Regions from separate parts of the Neogale vison genome. Here region 1 is linked to region 2. A link is a contact called in public Hi-C data. All regions are on one chromosome and are shown on one strand. The core of a region is the stretch at or near the end of the contact, and the rest is flanking DNA. Distances in the headings are between cores, read along the strand shown. Region 1 has its middle 270 kb from the start of ZNF703. Region 2 holds the start of ZNF703 (zinc finger protein 703).

Region 1 (6,980 bases), core at 962-3,461, 270 kb after region 2:
ACCTGCCAGTCCCCAGGCACGGCCCAGCAGACCAGCCTGAGGGGAAAGGGTGTCCAGAGCACGGCCCACCCTGGCGAACTCCTTGCCTCGGCTGAGGAGAAGGCGACAAATGAGACAAAATGAAAAATATAATGATGCATATTATATTAATCATCCTCCCTTTTTCTGACACAATAAATCTTCTCTTTAAACTCGTGGTGGCGATTGCATCATCTCCCTCTCTCCTCGAAACAGCACAGATTAAGATAAAGTGATAGTGCTGTGTCAAAGAGAGCTTTACTGCCACACTTGGGATACAAAGAGAGAGGTTAATTTATCATCGCTGGGGAGAACTGACAGAAGAGAGATATACTACCGAAAGGGGATTTAGCACAGGGCCAAGAAACTTCACACTATTTTTACCATCTGTCACATGCTCTAATAAAGCAGGGCAAAATATGAAGAAAGGAAAAATGAACTATCAAACACTGATGTAATGCAGCCCATAAATCTAATTTAATTACTTTGCATGGAGACAGGTCCTCGAGTCTGTGTGAATATACTGGATTTTCTTGGCAACTTAACAACTAAGTGTTTTAATAACATCACACTATAATTTATTCTGCTTGAAACACAAAACCCCTTTTGTGAGAGTTTCATTTTTGAGAACTGTTAATTTTTTCGGCTAATGTCAAAACTGGCATAAATTCACATGTGAACTTGAAGCCTGACTGTGAAAAAGGCTTAGGTTACTGCATGCCTTTTTATTGTTTGGCACTTTTTCCCCCTTCTGCATGCATTAGAAATAATTGGGCTTTGTTGATGACTTAGGTGAGGAGAGTTGTCTTGCAATTAGACTTTAATATAATGACAAAGGGTGGATGAGGGGGAAATCTTTGTAAAATAGAAAGAGGTAAGAAAATGCAATGAGGGGGGAAAAACCCCGCTCAGTTTCCAGCAGCAAAGCAAAACTCCAAGTGTAGTATTCCTGGAACCAGGCTGTTCCCAGACCATGAGAATCTCACTCTGAAGGATGGAGGGGATCTCAGGGCAAAAAGGACGCTGGGAATGCAGGTCTGCCCTAGAGGGAGCCACCGGGCGCAGAAAATAAATCAAAAATAAAATTAATATTCATTGGGTGTCTTCCGGAATTTGGATGCAGTTACAGAAATTATTGTTAATAATGAAAGCCATATATCAAAGGTTATAAAATTCATCTGTGCTAGGACACTATTTTTTTAGGCTTTGTTCTGAACCATTAAAGATGACATATTGCATTTGTGTGCCTCTGTGTATAATAAGATACATTTAAGTCTGATTCTAACCTAAACTGGCAATTTTGGCATTGAACTCAAGTTCTTAAATGGGGCCTGTGACACTACTGTCCAGAAGAGGTCCGCTGAACCCATCCATTCTCCCATGACCTCACTCAGTAGGGCAGGATGGATGGGTAATTAATTTGTTAGATCATCAGTGATTCATGTTGGGAAAATAAAACCCCAAGCCTCTTGACAAATTCAATTGAAATATAACGGGGGATAAGAAGATTAAAAAAAAAACACAAACAGAACCAAACCCTATTCCCTTCTGCCCGCCCCATTTCCGGTTCCCAAACCCCAAGCCCTCGTGCTAAAAGAAAACCTCAATGTACAGATATACGGTCTGCTGAAGTTCATTTATTTATTCCTTCTGCAACACTCACTAAATTCTTACTCTGTGGAAATCTCTGTAGGACACACTTTTGGGCATACGCGGTCTGGTCGCAGAGACGCACTGGGCAGAAAAATGACTGCAGTTTAGAACATTTTGAGAAAATTTAACCTGATGGGCAACCTCGGTGGAGTTCACGCAGAGGGCAGGTATGGCGCTGGTCATGGTAGGGACTCTGGGTAAAACAGAAGTGATTCATCTGGAAAACCCTAACAAGTATTAGGCCCATCAGGAAACTGACCACAATATTCATACTATTGAGTACTTATTGAACGCTACTGGTGATTTGATATCTGTTAACTATCTAGATGGAGTCAGGGCCTTGAAGCCAGGAAACCGAGGGGCCAAGTTTTTCAGAGAAGTGCTTTCAAATAAATTTCCCCTCGTGCTTTTTCCTGACATTCACATTCCCCTATTTAGACTTGGAAAACGCTCAATTCTTGTGGTTTCTTGTTCTGTTGAATTTGTGTGGGAGAAAAATGTACAACCTTGAACTCTGAATGAAGCCCAGTGTGAAAAGTAGTGGTTTTCAGCTGTGCTATTTCAAACGCTCTCATTGGTATTTTAAAAGACTTCCCACATATTCAGTTACTGACCTGGGGCCTGGAAGAGTGAACATTAAAAATTAAAAAAAAGATAAAAAAATCAAGCCGCCAGTATTTACTTATGAAATGACTTGGTTATAGCCCGGCAATCCAGCTGCCTTAAAATTAGTGTACAAATTGAAACTTTGAAGGGTTTCTTTTTTGGCATTTTGATTTCCTCATCTGAAAAATGGGGATATTAATACCTACCTCCTGGGGTTGTCGGGAGGATTAAACGCGCCCACATATGTAATGCATTGAGCACACTAAAATGATGGCCGCAATTATTATTTTATTATTATCATTTTGATTTTGCTACCCCTCCTTCTCTTCCTCTTCACATTTCTAACTACCCCCCTTCCCACCCCCTTCCCTCACCACCTCATAAAGTACTTTTTTCCCCCAGACTTGCAGGAATCTACTTCCTTCAGCCTCCCCCTTCTGGTCCAGCTGCAGACTGCAGCCCTATCACTTTTTTTTTTTTTTTTAAGTTACCTTTGAAATATATGTATGTTTATGTTTATATATATAAATAAAATTGGCTGTTTTCTGGAAGCAAACCTTACTAAGAAAGCAGTGGGCAAAAACAAAAAAAACCCACCGAGCTCTGTGTGGGCTCTGTGGCGAAAGAAAACATTGCGAGGGAGTCTGTGTTCTCAGAAGCCTAGGAAAGAGTCTTTCCAATCAAGTGGGTTGGAGAGAGGGGGAATAATCCAGGAGTTAAGAAGCCTGCAAAATTTATGGTATTGTCTCCTTTAATCGGTAACTGTTAGCCCAAGTGCCCCACACAAGGTGAACTTGACCTTTCCTATAAAACAGTTGTACTTGAACTCTCCATGGCGCTCCGGGTCTCTTCATATTCTTCTTTTAAGAGGTACCTTGCTTTAACCTTGCTGGTCAAGATGACAGATCATTTACATTAACAGATTGTGCGGGAACGCTCCAGGTCTAAGCTGGAAGTGCATTAGCACCCGGTGCCTTGGGTCGCCAAGGGCAAGGGCCTGAGGAGAAGCCCAAACAGCTGACACCCCCATTTGGAAGGAGTGAGGTTTCACGGAAACATCTTATAAGCACACAGGTCCCTGTTGTGGCACCCAGGAGCTGCTGAACCACACTGAATTTTAAAGTTATCTCTCTCTTCTTCCCAGTTGCTTGCTAATGTATGTTTTGTTCCTTCGTTTATTCACTCAGGCATCAAACATGGGCTACATCATCACTGTATGCCGAGCATTATGGTAGGTGCTGAGGATGATTAGAAGGAACAGATTGATCCTCCCCTCAAGATACTTTGAACAGAGGGGAGGAGGCAAACACAAACTCCCGTAACCAAAATGTCATATGAAAATCGCTCCATCATCAAAATCTGAGCCACAGTTCTTCCCAAGACTGGGAGACCCCAGAGAGAGGGAAGGGGGAAGATTCCCAAGGGTGTTATTGAGCTGGGGATAGAATGATGAGTAGTATTTGTCTCAGGTGTAGACGTGGGAAGAATGATGTTTCCGGTGGAGGGCACAGCACAAGCAAATTTCAGCAGAATGACTAGTGTATGGGAAAGTCTAACTGCTCTTGATCGCCTAGTAGCCACAATAGCAGTCTGCGATTTGCTGATAGGTAAGGTCACAGGTACGCAGGACGTGAGTGGAAGAGCCAGTAAATCTCTCACTGCCCTGTTGTCTAGATTTTGTTCTTCAGATCCCAGGGTCCAATGTGCAGAGAGAATGGAAAGTTCGGTTAGGTCCTGCCTGTCGGCATAAGCACTAACTCTGGGTCTTGTGAATGTCATCTGACCTCCTGAAGGAGACTCTGAGGGTTGGTGGTCAAGCTTGGCAGTGTGCCTTTGGACAAGGAAGAGTCTGTTTTGATGTACAGACTCTGGGGAGGGGCTGAAAGTCCCCATTCATGGCCAGTGCGTTCCTACAAAGCAGAGCAAATCACTTTGTGGAAACATCCTCTAGGTACCCCCAGGGAAATGTCACAATAACAACTGACATTTATTGAATAATCTACCTGAGCCCAGCAGTATTCTAAGTGCTTTACTGTATTTTCACAACAAATCCAGAGAGTGGGTCTGTAATCATTTCATTATTTTGCCAGGGAGAAGTCTGTGGCACAGATAGGAGGGGGGGATTTGCCCAAGGTCACACAACTAAAAAGCGGCTGAACATCTTTGTCTTCTTAACCAACTTCCTATATCCACCGAAGAGCGTGAGACCTCCATACACATTTCCGTAGTTGGGTGCTTCATTCCTGTATATCATCTTATAATATCATCAGCAATGACAACTCTATGAGACAGGTATGACTTTCATGTTACAGATGGGGATACTGAGGCTCATAAAAATTAATCAACTTATTGTCCAATAGCCAATAACTGATGAAGGTTGGCATTTAATGTTCCTGGCCTGAATGTTCCTGTCTCAAAGCTGATGTCCTTTTCACTCTACCATGCTGAATTCCCAAGAAAGAATGTCAGCAGATACTGTTCCTTTTCTGGCCACTCAAGGAGGTGAGCACTGACAGTGCATTTCACTGAACAACTGGTTCCCTTGGGAACCCCCAGGAAGCCCCTCTCCACTCCGGGCTTGGCATGCAAGGCTGATCTTTACTGCTAAGATGTTATATCCTAGACCCCCTTCCCTCTCTAGCTTCTTTCCCAACAGAGTGAAGGCAAACTCCATGCAGTTACTGTGGATGGGAAATGAGTCATACATAGGCATGCTTCAGAGGGGCTGTGTGTTTAGTTCCAGACCACCGCAATACCGCAAATATCGCAATAAAGCAAGTCAAAAGAATTTTTTGGTTTCCTGCTGTATATAAAAGTTACAGTCATACTACAATATAGTAGCAATAACGTTACATATAAGCAAAGTCATTATGTCTCAGTACATTGTCTAAACAAACAACGTGCGTACCTTAATTAAAAAAATATTGCTCAAAAATACTAGCCATCATCTGAACTTTTAGCAAGTTATAATCACTGATCCCGAATCACCATAACAAATATAGTAATAATGAAAAAGTTCGCAACATTGCGAGAATTACCAAAGATGCAGAGTGAGCAAATGCTGTTGGAAAAATGGTACCCATAGACTTGCTTGTGGCAGGGCTGCCACAAATCTCCCATTTTGAAATATTTGATATCTGTAAAGCACAATAAAACAAAGCACAATAAACGAAGTAGGCCTGTATCCAAGGGTCCCTTGTTTTAAAAGAATTCAAGAGCTAAAGTGAACTAGGCTTGTTCACCTTAGAGAAAGAAGTAGGCAACTATGGTAGTACGTTTAGAGGAAGGGTCAGCAAACATTTTCTGTAAATGGCCAGGCAGCAAATATTTTGGGCTTTGCAGGACATAAAGTCTCTGTCGTAAGTATTCAGTTTTGTATGAATGCAAAAGCAGCCACAGACAGCACCTACATGAATCAGCATGGCTGTGTTCCAATAAACCCTTAATTGACGATGCTGGGATGTGAATTTCACATCATTTTCTCATGTCACAAAATATTCTTCTCTTGACTTTTCCAACCATAAAAAATGTAAAAACTATTTTTAGTTCATAGGTTGCACAACTCACATTGGGCTCGGTTGACCTGTGGGTGATAGTTTGCTTGGTTTGGTTTATAAAATTTTATTATGTACTTGTTAGGAAATCTAGTGTGTAAATCCAAACACAAGGTATATCTCTTATTAACCCTTTAAATACTCACCTATTTATTTTTAATAATGCTTTATTCATTTGAGCTCTGAAAACACTTGCAACCTGGAGCACACACAAAGATGAAAGGTCCCTTTCCACGAAGATGACTTGACCCTTTCCACGAAGACAGACTGAAGACACGTTTTCTTTTTTCTTTTTCTAATGCTTCAAGCTTTTATTTAAATTCTAGTTCGTGAAAATATAGCGTAATATTAGTTTTGAAGATTGATTTTCTTTTTCTTTCTTTTTTTTTTTTTAAAGATTTTATTGATTTATTTGACAGACAGAGATCACAAGTAGGCAGAGAGGCAGGCAGAGAGAGAGAGGAGGAAGCAGGCTCCCTGCTGAGCAGAGAGCCTGATGCGGGGCTCGATCTCAGGACCCTGGGATCATGACTGAGCCGAAGGCAGAGGCTTCAACCCACTGAGCCACCCAGGCACCCGTCAAAGATTGATTTTCCATGATTAAGAATGCTACAAGTACTTGTTCTATGGACACATTCTGTCTGGCGTGTTCATAACTCTAGATAAGGTGTTATTTGGACAATCTTTAGATTGACTTACAATAGCTGCCTTTGTATCAAACACTTTGTTTTCTCATTAGGGACCTCATTCTCATTTTCAAGGTTTTTCTTCTACCTTTCTGCATCAGGACTGGAAAGATGTCATTTCTGAAAGTCATTAAGTAGCTCTCAAGGAGAAGCAGCAGCTCCTTGGGCCCCATCAAACAAGGAGCCCCAATAGCAAAGGATCCAGATCTCGACAGGACTCAAAGAAAAAGCAAAACTTGGAATTTGGGTGTGCGTGTGGGACAGCAGTCCCTCTGAAATGCTCTTCCAGTGTCACTTTCTTCTTCTGTTCTCTGGCTTGGCCTGATGGTTGGCTTGTGCTCTAGATTTCAGTGTGAATTGGAGTCTGGTTTCCATAGCAGTGGTTTTGCTGGCTCAGCATTGACCTCCAAACCGCCAGCCCCTCTCATCCCTCTTTGTTGCTTTTTCCTTATTAAATTTAAAG
Region 2 (6,990 bases), core at 90-2,589:
TCCAGCTGTGGGAGACAGCGGCAACGGAAGGGAGAAGGGGGTGAGACCACCAAACCGACGGAGCAAGCGGGGTGTCTGGGGAGCCGGGTGGGCACGGGGTCTCCCGGCGGCGGTGCGACGGGGCGGGCAGGCCTAAGGGAGAGGGTCTGAGAGCAAGGCCCTCAGAGAGCAAGGCGGGAGGGGCGGCGCAGTAGTGTGGAACTGCGCTCGCAGAGACCGAGTGGGATCCCTCATTCCACTGGGTCCCAGAGTGCGGCATAGGCCTGGGCAAATGGGGCAGTGGAAGCTGTCCACCAGAGGCCGCCGCGGGTGCAGGTGACTGGTCTGGAGTCGGGGCTGGGGGAGGGGCTGTGTTCGCCCCCTACCTTCTAATCTCCCCCTCCCCTGTGTCCAGGAGAAAACTTATTACTTCAGTTTGGGGAACTTCGCTTGGGACGGGTTTCTGGCGGTGGCGCCGCGAGGTAGGAGCCGGGAGAAACGCATTCGAAAGCCAGGGCGGCCGCGGGCGCTCTCCTAGTGGCCCCTCCCTCCCGAGGAGGGCACCCAGGGCGGTGGGAGGAAGAAAGACCTGGGATCGGGAGTGCCGGGGCGTAGAGCGCTCTAACCGGATGGGACAGAGGTGGAGTGGGACGGGGGCGATCCGACCTCAAAGAGCCCACACCCGTGTGTGTGTTGGGGGGCGGGGGCAGGAAAGGCCCAGGAGAGATCGTCTCTCGTCTGGGAACTGGGTGTCAGAGGAAAAGTAAAGGACCCAGTGGAGACTCCCAAGAGCAAACCCAATCCGAGAGAAAACACGTAGTTCCGAAAGGCGAGTGTGGAAGGCGAACCTTCCACGGAAAAGCCTGAGGAGAACCCGGTGGTCTCCGATCCCTGTTCTCTCGGTTCCGCCTCACCCCGTCCACCGGCGCGGCCAGACCTGGGCGTCGCACCGAGCCCGGGACGCAGGGAGTGGGGCCGCGGGCCCGGCAGTGGTGGGCGGAATGGGGCCGGCGCTGGGCGGGCAGCGACCAGGAGACTGACCTCAATGGGGCTGACGGGAGTGGAGGACAGCGGCTGCAGGTACTCCGGGTGCAGGAGGTGGCCGGTGTGAGCGCTCAGCATCTTCAGGACCCTGATAGGGAGCCGGTTCGCCTGGCGCAGGGGGTCCGCCGGGGGCAAGAGGGACACCGCCGCCGGCACCGCCGGCCTCTTCCCGCCGCCGCCGCTGCCGCTGCTTTCGGGTGTCCTTGGGTTAGATCCAGCGGGCGAATCGCTCATTTGGAGGAGGCAGCGCCACTGGGGGGGCGGGGAGGGAGGGGGAGCACCGGGGAGGCGAGCTCCCGGGGCGGGTGGGCTCGCTCCGCAGCGTCGAGCGCGGTGCAGCAGTCGCTGCGCCTCCACCCCTCCTCCACCGACGCCGCCGCCGCCGCCGCCGCTAGTCCCGGCGAGCAACACAAAAACCTTCGCCTTCTCGGAGCCGCACGTCAAATAGCCGCGATCGGCAGCCACACTTCAAAGGGATCGCCGCGCCCGCCCAATCGCAGCTCTCGCCGGGACCCCGGGGCGGGGAGAGCGGCGGGCGGAGGCCGGCGCCGCCGGTGGGAGGGGAGAGCCTTAAAGGGGCCTCGCCCGCGCGCCGCCGCCGCCTCGGCCTCCACCACCCGCCGTACTCCTCCCCTCCCCCCAGCTGAGCAGCCCTTGCCCCGAGGTCCCGTAGAGGACGGGACTTGTCCCAGACCCTGGGCTCCGCGCCCTATCCCCCGCTGGCTTTCCTCTCTTCCCTCTCATTTCACGCCGCCGGAGGTGGTGCTGGCCCGGTCAGTCACCCGCCAGCCGAGTGTGCCTGGGGTGGGGCGGATGGGGGTGGGGGGTAGGGGCGCAAGGCGCTGGCTCTGCTGCTGCGGAGTCCCAGACTCTCCTGGAGGCCGCCTGGGGGCGGGCCACGCCTCCAGAGCGCCAGCCTAGCTCGGGCCCTGCTCCGGCTCTGCTCCCGCACAGCTCCGGCTCTGCTCCCGTCCAGCTCTCTTTCCCTAATTGGCTTCTCCCTGGTGTGCTCACTTGGAAGCGCCCGAGCCTTGGAGGCGTCCACGGCTCTCGGGACGCGGCGTCGCCGCTCCAACTATTTTGAGCCTGTTCTGTCCGAAGCCTGCAAGTTTGAGGACTCCCTTCCGGGGTGAGATGGTCGCGACGTAGCGCGGTGTCCCAAGCTGTGCCCTCCGCCCGGATGCGCCTGGCGCGCGCTGCCTGCGCACTGATTTATAGGTTCGGTCTTGGGTGTGTTTCAGGTTTCTTACAGTGTCTGTTTAGAGGAGCGCGGTTGCCTCCCTGCAGCGCACCTTTGAGGGGGGCGTAGCCAGGATCACTGGAGAGGCCTGTATACCATGGCGCGGGGGTTGGGGGGAATCTCTACGTGCTGCGCGTGGATACAAACTCCAGAGATGCGCCTTTCCATTCCCGTCTTTTCTTCTGGTGGGGGGAAATGCACTAGCTTTTCCCAGGGAAATTTTGGAATAAAAACTTTTTGTTAAAAATAACAATACCCCCCCCACACCTTTTAGATTAAGTGTGTATTGCCGGTTGCGCGCTTGGCAGAGATTTTACATAGTCATAAGTATTGACATTAAAGTTCCCGGTTGGCGGATCGTCAGAAGGTGAAGCTGGTCCTTTGTGCGCCGGCCTCTAGGGAGACCACTTTCCCGTGCTCTCAGCGGCCAGTGGAGGCGCGCTGGTGTCATTGCCTGCCTCCCAGTACCACTTTCCCAGACCCAATCCATCACACTGATTGTCAGGCCTGTCACTTGGGGCCTATTGCTCCGGGACTACCCATCCCTGACTCTGCCGCGTTGATCTACGCCTTGAAACAACATGAGAACCCGAGATGGGGATAGGTGATTTCAAAGGGGTTCTCCAAACGGAGAGAAATAACCATCACGGAAATAACAAATAGCAATCCCGTACATTTATCATGCTCACTAAAGGAGACAGCAGGCACCATTCCCAGGCCATATCAATCATACACTAAACTAAATGTACTCCCTGCATCTTTGCTGGGTTTTTTTTGGGCACTATGCATAGACCTCTTAGAAATTACACAGGCTCTGCCTACCCCAGTTTTATTCCTGGTAAAGCCAGGTTGAAACCAATGCTAAGGGATGACGGGGGCTGGGAGGTGTCTTCCATATTGCAGCAAGAGGGGTACAAGAGAGGGGGTAATCCCATCTATGTGGTGGTCTCTGTGCCCCTCCTCATGCCAGCCTCTGTGCTTTCTGACTTTGCTGCTACTACCAGCACCACATTTGAAAGTCCATTGCAAGGCTCCTGCGAGCTACAAGCCTATTTGGCCTTGGGGAAATTGCTACCTAGACAGAGAACAGAAGAAAGCCTTACAGACTGGGAAAGGGTGGGCCTCTATAGGCACCCTGGAGAAGGACTAGCCGGGAAGAGAGGAGACCCAGGAGGCAGAGAGAGATGAAAGACTCCTTCTTGATTATTGTAACCAGCCCAGCTGTGAGATCCAACCAAAAAAATCCTTCCAGGACCCAAGCAGATGTGTGTTAGGGATGATTAATGGGAAATCAGTTGGGAACAAAGAGGAGGGGAGAGAGAAGAGGAATTTGGAAGGAAAAGAGGGGTAGGAGGCGACAGAGAGGAGAGAGGGGAGATGAATAGAGGATGACAGAATATTTAGAGGAAAAGAGAAGAAAAAGGTAATGAATGATTGAAAGAAAAGGAGAAAGGAGGGGATGATGGTAGAATGGGCAGGCTCTGGGTAGAAGGTAAGCAATTTGCCTTGGTAGTATTATATTGTCCTTACACACACACACACCCACTCACCCACCCACACACCCACGTTCTTAGCTCACAGCAGTGATCACTGATAGGAACAGTGGAAGCCTTGACTGCACTGAGGCCAGAACAGGCCTCTTTCCCCTCTCCTGGAAAGTGCTAGCAAGGGAATGGGACACCTTTCCTTTCAGGGTGCTGGTGAGAGCAGAAGCGCTCTTCTGGCTGAATCCATCCAATGGCCTTAGGAGAAAAGATGGGGTACCAGACTTAGCCAGGCCAGAGGCCTGATTAAACCATGACTCCGCGACGATTACAATTGCTATTCGACATTCACTTAGCTGAAGCGCTAACCTATAGAGTCCTAACTGGGGCCCTCCTCCCCGTGGCATAGAGAGCAAGGGCAGTGTTCAGAGGAATGGCTTGCCACCTGGAAGAGAATAAGGATCAGTATTCAGCTGGGCCTTATTTACTGCAGGTCAGTGGCGCGCGGAGCATGGCGCTGTAGGGATGAGGTTGAAAAGCCCACGCAAGATGTTGTACAGGGCATATGGCCCATGGCCTGGCCTTGCAGAAAAGTGGCAGATATGGGGCGCCTGGGTGTCTCAGCTGGTTAAGTATCTGCCTTCAGCTCAGGTCATGGTCCCAGGGTCCTGGGATTGAGCCCCGCATCGGGCTCCCTGCTCTGTGGGGAGCCTGCGTCTTCCTCTTCCTCTGCCTGTTGCTCTCCCTGCTTGTGCTCTCTCTCTCTCTCTCTCTTTGTGTCTCTCTCAAATAAATAAATAAATAAAAAGAAAAGTGGCAGAGGTATGGTTAAGGAGCCTCCCTCTCTCTAGGACCTGCTCAGCTTGCTCTGGGTACAAGCAGCCCCATTAAGACAGGACGGAGTGGAGGCTGCTGGAGGATGCCCTGTGCCATTCCGTGTGTCAGACACTCCACAAGCCTTAGGTGTTCTTCTCTCCCATTTCCAGCTGAAGAGAGGTAGGCTGGAGAGGTTAGTCCCTTCTCCAAGTCCTTGACTGGTGAGTGGCGGAGTGGTTGCATGGAATCAGGTCTCTCAGAACCAGGCCTTTGAGCTATGCTGTTCCTGGGGGTCTGGGCCCAGACAAGTCAACCTCCCTTCCCTTTTCCCCATGTGTGAGGTATAAGAATGACCTCCAAGGGTCAGGAGGCTGGAAGCAGACAATGTGTGTCCACATGTTCAGCCCTTGGCGCAAGGGGAGTCCCAGGTCAGTGAGGGCTGTGATACGTGCATCCGTGGGGCTGGCGCCCCAAGACCAGTCATGGCAGTAACAGTGTCCGGAGCCACTCAGCACTGGGGACCACCCGCCCTCAAGACCCAATCTGTCCCCAGATTCCACCAGAAATGAGAGTATCCCGCCCCCAGCCTCCAGTCAAAATGAGTCTCTTTAAAAAAAAATGCCCTCCCAACCCCCCATGCCCTCCGGAAAATCCTTTAGGAAATTCTGAATATTTATAGGTTTTTTTCACTACTTGCATTTACATAAAATTCGCCACCCAGGAGAAAATGCCTGAGTCAGGCTGAGAGCTGGAGGTGGTGGATTTGTTGTGTGGGGTTAATGTGGAGTTTTCAGTCCTCGCAGAAGCAGAATTGCCTGAATGATCGCCTCTCTCTGCATAACACTCAAACCCTAATGGCAACAACATGAAATAATATCTCACTGGGTAACTATTTACATTTTTTTTTTTTTTTTTTACAAGCTGTAAGAACTCTGAAAAGTCTGCCTCACAGAGAACTTGGTTTTCCTCCCTGGCACTTAATATCTTTCAGCGGCTGGCAATTACTGCCTTGGCCAGGAGCCCTGATTTAGAGCACCGCGCTCAGGGCCCTGGGAGGCCACTTCCTCTGCCTGCCCCATCCCTATCCCCAGCTTCAGACACAGCCCGGGGCAGGAGAGGGCCGGAGGGGCAAGAACAGCTAGCATGGCAGGGAGCCTGCGCAACCAGCTCCCTCCTCTGCGCTCTCCCCGTCGTACTGTGTCCTATAATTACACTTATCACTCAGTATCTGCCCTCGTTTGTTTACTTGTCCATTGCTCCCATTGGACTGTGACTGCTTCTCATTGTCCGCTGCCTCTTTGTATTCTTAACCGCTTAGCTATAGCTTCCAGGGAGCCAGGGCCAAGAGCCAAGCACCGCGCTGCAAGCACTTTCCGCTTAATCCTAATCCTTACAGGAGCTTGCAGAGATGGGTCCTCTCTTACCCCATTTCGTGGCCAAGGACGTGGGGGTTCAGTCACTTGCCCAAAGTCCCAGCTCCTGAGACGTGGGCCTGGGATGTGAATCTAGGCCGTCTGAGTGTCGTAAGTAAATGTTTGTTGCTGAATAAAGGAGAATTTTATCTGTTGGGTGCTGTTTATGTCTCATCTCACTGGCATCCCAAGAAAGTTCAAGGTGGATAACTTGGTGTTTTTCAAAAATGTCAACTGTATAAACATATGAAAGGATCGTTCCCCAAATCTGTGTCTCCATGTTCATCCTTCCTCCAACCCCTCCACTTGCCCCCCCCATGCACCCCGCCCCCCCCCCCGCAGCAATTTTCTGAGTTATTTTGGGCAGGTGTTTTCATCCCTTTGGACACTGGGAGTTTTATGGGGGAGCCTGAAGTCACAGAGTGAATTGCTGGCGGAGCCCCCCCCCCAACCCCATTCTCCTATCAGGGTCCATTGCAGTGTAGAGGGGAGGTAACTCCTTTTGATAAAAGAAAGAGGAATTAACTACTTTTCCTCCCTCTAGAATTTCCTTTGGAGATGTGGTGGGAAGGAAGGGACGAAAGGAAATGTAGGCAGGAGCTTATCTTCAAGCCCTGGTGTTTGATCCCGGTCCTTGAGCAGGGTGCTTTGAAGAAGTGGTTTCATTTATCTCCTATCAGCCCCAGGGAGATAGGCAGAGCTGGCCTGGGAGAGCTGTGGGAGTCCCTGTGCTTCTGACGCTCTTCCCCTCTCCTCTGCCCTGCCCCTTACGCCCCATACATCAGCCTCAGCCCTGGGTATTCCCCCTTGACTACTTTGTTCCTTTGGGCCTTCAAATTCTTTAGGGATTCCTCTTCAATTGCAAATACTGCTGGGAGGAATCCTATGTTAATAGTCAGCCAATGCCTCAGTTATGATTAGCAGACACGGAGAGTGTCACCCAGGGCGATAATAACATTTCCTGATCACTTAGTGTGTGCCAGACGCTGTTCTGAGCTCCTTGCATGTGATAACT

What was found. Hi-C and Micro-C count contacts between places; a contact is called where the count stands out from the background.
Region 1: a contact with region 2 is called in a Hi-C map of fibroblasts, with 5 times the contacts expected there. The contact joins the enhancer-like site here to the promoter of ZNF703 in region 2. A contact is called at or near these places in 2 of 3 Hi-C or Micro-C datasets (fibroblasts and muscle).

What each region holds. Positions count from the first base shown.
Region 1 is chr11:178,416,905-178,423,884 of ASM_NN_V1, forward strand. No RefSeq gene overlaps it. Among named protein-coding and RNA genes, the nearest start is that of ZNF703, 270 kb to the left of the region's middle. Within about 2 kb of position 2,212, the one cell type or tissue checked has open chromatin away from gene starts, as enhancers often do. A contact at or near this core is called in fibroblasts, where this site is marked.
Region 2 is chr11:178,147,160-178,154,149 of ASM_NN_V1, forward strand. It overlaps ZNF703 (zinc finger protein 703), which reads right to left and starts at 1,340. Exons shown (of 2, transcript XM_044225398.1): 1 at 1,021-1,340; 2 at 1-5. The coding sequence starts at 1,257.